Regions from separate parts of the Gossypium hirsutum genome. Here region 1 is linked to region 2. Evidence: chromatin contacts called from public Hi-C data. All regions are on one chromosome and are shown on one strand. Each heading gives the region's core, a stretch centred on a gene start, on an enhancer-like site or on the middle of the called end of the contact. The rest is flanking DNA. Distances are from core to core; before and after follow the strand shown.

What was found. Hi-C and Micro-C count contacts between places; a contact is called where the count stands out from the background.
Region 1: a contact with region 2 is called in a Hi-C map of leaf, with 4 times the contacts expected there. The contact joins the promoter of LOC107897635 here to the promoter of LOC107897604 in region 2. A contact is called at or near these places in 17 of 34 Hi-C or Micro-C datasets (anther, callus, fibers and 4 more).

The regions. Positions count from the first base shown.
Region 1 is chrA11:38,954,203-38,957,071 of Gossypium_hirsutum_v2.1, reverse strand. LOC107897635 (programmed cell death protein 2-like) reads right to left here and starts at 1,422. Exons shown (of 8, transcript XM_041081950.1): 1 at 1,188-1,422; 2 at 760-849; 3 at 557-654. The coding sequence starts at 1,280.
Region 2 is chrA11:38,750,022-38,752,721 of Gossypium_hirsutum_v2.1, reverse strand. It overlaps LOC107897604 (shikimate kinase 1, chloroplastic), which reads left to right and starts at 1,431. Exons shown (of 12, transcript XM_016823123.2): 1 at 1,431-1,764; 2 at 1,922-2,147. The coding sequence starts at 1,928.

The sequences.
Region 1 (2,869 bases), core at 173-2,672, 200 kb before region 2:
CTTTGCCTTAGGCGCAACGCACAAGGCAAAAAAAAGCACTAGCCTGAGAAAAGTAATGTGCAATATGTAAATGTGTGAACTTTTATATGTAATATAAAGCTTGAGATTTATAATAAACTCTAAAGTCTGGTCTAGTTTATCTACAAAACATGCATTTTTTTTATTGGTCAATATACTTGATTTCCTTATGGTCAATGTCTATTGTTGAATACTCAAATATTAAGAAGTATTAGAGTCTGGTACTATCCTCTTTTTACTAAGGCATATCTAACGAAAAAAAGTGAAAATTAAAAGAAATTAAGGATAACTTCAATTAGGAAGGCTTTTTTAATGGCTATCGCCTTACAAAAATAGGTGCCTACGTGCAGTAGGTGTGCGCCTGATTAAATGGACTTTTCCTGAAAGGGTCTAAGGCGATTTTGCTGTCCAGTGCCGCAGGCGCACCTAAGAACACGCCTTGACAACACTGACTAAAAGAGAACATAACACCTATGCAGTTAAAAGAATCATGTTTCAATGATAAACAAGGGTCAAACAAACAAATCAGAGAAACAACCTGAGAGAAGAGCTACCACAATTTGGTGCCACACAACCAAAAACAAGAAGTAGACGGTCTTCTACGTTCAAAGTTCCACTTGAAACTGGAGCATAAACCTTAACAGGAATTTAGCCAAATAATATAATTTATTGGATTCAAATGTTAAAAGTTTTGTCGACAATAACAGGAAGAAAATGCATTAGAGTTAGAATAAGAAAAACCTGAGCAACAAGACAGAGTTTACTTCCACATTGTGTGCAGTGAATAAGTGTAGGGTTGAACTTCAAAGCCTCTATAGGAAGAGGCCAATCCTGTTAAAAGAACAAAGTTGAAGGTATAGAAAAACATAACCCAGAAAAAAAAAACTAACTGTTGATGTCCTCTGCTAGGTTTAGCTGAGTAGATGTCTAAGGAAAAGGCTGAAGGCTAGTGAGGGAGCACAAAAGCTTTAAATATCCTCCGAACCCACACTAATTTAAGGATCAAAAGACGACCCAAAATCCGAACTACATTAACCCATGTGTTTGTAGATAGCCTTCTTCATGCTTTGCTTGAAAACCCACAAAGATTGATTTACTCAGCTGAAGGGCTTGAACTAGCAGAGGACATGAATACATATGAAGATGAAAAGAGGGAGAAGGAGAAATACAGGAAGTCCACCAATTTTGGTAGTGTAATGATCAGAGGGCTCACGGTTATCCTCAGCCCATGGCCCTGGCAAGCCTAGCACAACCCTACTCATCAAGCTTTCAAATAGCGATGTAAACTGATGCCTTCGAAAAAAAAAAAAAGGTTTCTCCACAACCAAGTCAACAGAGACGGAGAGAAAGTATGAGATGGGAGTGAGTCGGGAAATGTTAGAGATATATAAGTTTGGTTAAACTAAAAAAAATAGTGATTTATGCATTATTTAAATTAGACTTATTGGGTAAGTTACTCCTCCAGCGCACGTCCAGATTTTAAAAAAAAATTGGTAAAAAATATTAAAGTTTGATAAAAAAAATTCAAAAAAAAATTAACTCTTTTTAAAATACGAGTTAGATTCGAGCTTGATTGTTTAAGGTTTAAATAAATTTGATCTATTTTTAATATTATAATAATTTATATTATGCTATTTATAATACATTAAAAAATAAATTTATACTAAATATATAATATTACTTTAAACATTAAAATAATGTTAAGATGATTATATAAAAAATTTTAATAAATAAAAAAATATTAATATTAAAATAATATAATATAAATATTTTTAAAATATAATATGGACGGACTTAAAATAGACTTGGGTTAATCTTTTGGAAATATGAGCGGGTTTGAGTAAAATTTTAGCAAAATTCTAGGCCCATATTTCGGGCTGGGCCAAGCTTGGGCAAGTATAAAGTATATTAATATCATGCTTAGATCCAACCCAAATCTAACCCGATCCGACCCATGAACACATCTAGTTTAAACTAAGTTTTGGTCACCAAAATTTAATTTCAGTAACATTATCGATTTGTAACATTTTAATTATTATGTTGTTATTTGACATTAAAGATATGATGGAAGTATCATATGACAAATAGTATCACTAAATGCCAACATGTTTTCTACGTGTAACACGCCATGCTCGACCCGTCTGTCGGATCCGGGTATAGAGCGTCACAAATGGACCTATGCTTAATAATTGCTAGCTTAACTGCTATAAAACAGTCTAAATTAAAATTATAAAATTTAAAAATAATAGTTCTTATAACTAAGGCCTTAAGCCACCAAATGCTTAGTCTCTTATATTCTTATCTCTAATATGATTTTTTTATTTACAATGGCCATTTTACAAATCTTAAACCTTAACTAAAGACTATGTGTCCTAAAATCCAAATTCTAATTGTGCTATCGGGCTTCATCGTTAATAATCCTATGGGGAAGCCTCCAATTGTATCCTTTTCCTATGTGCATGACTCGATCCAACAATGATCCTTGATCTTCACTTTACCTGGTTTAGTTCCTCTTCTTAGTCCTCGATCACCCTCACAAGTCCTGTGAACATTAGTTAACTTCGTAAGTTCGATTGAACTTAGTGAGTTCCTATACCGATCATGATTAACCCTATCACAGAAGGGTAAACAATCGTAAAATAAATTAAATATAAATTTACTCCCTGTTCACTTATGACAAGTTTACCTTGTTAGGGTGGCGGGCTCCATCCAATCCTTCGAGCTACTTGGCTTGCTATGAAACTTTCCTCTAGTCGAATTCTTTGCTCGACTGTATCCCTGACACTTCGCTATCTCGACAAATTCATTCCTTACTTCTCATATCCCTGACATTTCTTATTTTTTTTTCTCA
Region 2 (2,700 bases), core at 182-2,681:
CTTAATGCCTTTCTTTAAAATTTTATCTCACCATGTCCATTTTTGTCCACTAACTTAACAAATGGTCTAATTATCATATAAGGACCTCTAATTTAAAATCTCATAGCAATTGGACATCTTTAGCATGTAGAACTCAACTTTTTCACTTTTTATAATTTAGTCCTTTTGGCTAAATTGAGTGCCCAAATGTCAAAATTTTTTAACAAGATTTTCATAGAATAGTTCCATAAAACTATAGACCATAAAAATATAATAAAATAAAAATATAATAAAAATGAATCTTTCTACGTCGGATTTGTGGTCCCGAAACCACTGTTCTGACTAGCCCTAAAATCGTGCTGTTACACTCCACCTCTCTATGAACGCGTTGATGAGTTTCGAATCCAACTTGTGCCCCCGGTCTATATTGGCCACGTGCCGAAAACCCACTTTTCTCAAGTAATTTTCTATCAACGGTGATGGAGGACCAGACATATTACGAATATAACATGTAACATCCGATTTACAGACTATTATAAAAAATTATAAAAAAATTAATTAAAATTACATAAATGAAAAAATATTAAATAATATTCAAAAATTGAAATTAACCCTTACTGTTTTCATTTGTTCGACGGAGATATGTTTATGATCTAGATGAATTAATTCCCTGGCTATTGCTAACACGATCAAATATCTTAGAAATTATAAAAAAAAAGAATACTAATTTAGAAAAAAATTAAAGGAAATAGTTAAGTAAAGCGAGCTTTGAGAAATTTAAGGAGAAATTGGAGAGCTTTTTTGAGAATTTTGGAAGAAATGTTTGTGTAAAAAAATAGGAAGGGGTTTTATAGTTTTTTTTTACTGTTGGACCCCCAACGATCAAAATTTTAAATGATTGTTTGGATGACCGTTAGGGGTAAAAAACACAGGCTAAAACACGCCCATAAGGGAGGACGCGTTTTCCTGACATGGCAAAAGCGCTCCCTAAAGGACGCGTTTTGCTGGAATTTTCCCTTAAAACACTTTTACGTAGACGTGCTTTTGTATTTTTAACCCATTCCGATAAATAATAAATAAAATGACCTATTTTTGTAAATAAAATAGGAAAATGCCTTTCTTAGGGTGAGTTTAGATGGGTGGTGCGTTTACCTGCGGTTAGTGTAAAAACAGCGGTGGCAGTGAGATTAGATACTGTAGCGATACTGTAGCATGAGATAAAAAGTAAGCTAAACGCACCGCACCGCCGCCCCAAACGAAGCCTTAGTAAAATGGTGATAATTTTTTTTATTTTGATTGTTATTTAAGTAAAAAAACATAGAAACATTTTTTTATGTAATATTGATTAAAATAAATTGTATTATTTATTTGTAGATTTCTGACCACAAAAACAGTAATTTATGAAATTAAAAACGTGGCAGCAGGAGAGTGAATAACAACTACCACAAGAATGAGCGCACGAAAGCAACCCCTCACCTCACCTTCTTCCTCTGAATGCTTGCTACCAACCCCTCCTTGCCGGGGGGAATTGGTTGGTGGGAATGCCCTTGCTTCCACGTCATCATTGTTTCACTGTTTAAATATAATAGAGGTATATATAAAATTTGTATACAGTTTCCATACTCCAGTCGCCGCTTTAAAATGATTCCTGCCAGAAAGAGCAAACTGCATTTCTAAAGATATTACAGTAATAGATTATGATAAACGAGCCTTCTCTGCTTTAATACAAAGTCAGAGAGCAATATCCCTTCACGAATTTCATTTTATCTTTATTAATTAATTGAGGTAAGTTCATAAGTTTTGCTTGAAATTTCTGTTGTTAAAGTTTCATTAGCTTTATTATTAACTAATTTCTGCATAAATTTCTCTTGAATTAATTAATAAAAGAAAAACTGAGAATTTTTATTTTTGAAAATTTTATTGAATCGGGGGCGGTTGGAAGCTGAAAATGGAGGCAGGAGTTGCATGCAAGTGGAATTATCCGACATGGATTGAGTCGGAAAGGTTTGGGAGAAAATCGACTGGTTCTTTGCGGTTCGGTCGGATAGCAAAGCAAGAACACAAGACCCGGGTGGTTGTTTCGGCCCGCTTTCCGGTTCAGACATCTTCCAATCGACATAGATCAGTCTCTTTGGAGGTTTCCTGCTCTTCCTATACGAACTTTTCAGGTGAAACAAAATTGATATGCCAATTTTATGACTGTTGTAATTTCGTTTATCATTTTTGTACAATTGATTCATTTATTAAAGTCCTCTCTCTTTCCAATCTTTTTAATGATATGTTGGATTGCGAAAATTTAAGGTAAAATTGGAATAAAAGAATAGCAACGTTTTAAAGGAAAATAGACAGGAAAGAAACTTTGGCTACTTTTGCACATAACACTATAAATTTACTATTGACCTGATAGTAAATTCCATTGTTTTTTGATGTGCGGATATGACGCGGGGTTTTATTAAATTTCCTAATATAACCATTTGTAATACTTGGAGCATAGATCAGAAATCATTTTGTCTATGCCTTCTGTCAAATGTCAGTCTCCTTTCATGTTCTCACTTTTCTGCTAAGTTGTACCATTTAATCTTGGTTGAATTTCATGTTGTTTTACCATAGGATGAAACTAGCATGTTTTGTTCATGTTGAGATTATCCAAAGTGAGAGCAGTACTACTCAGACCCTAGGTGGCTAAATTGTTCTTGAGAATTTAAAATTTTATCACACATA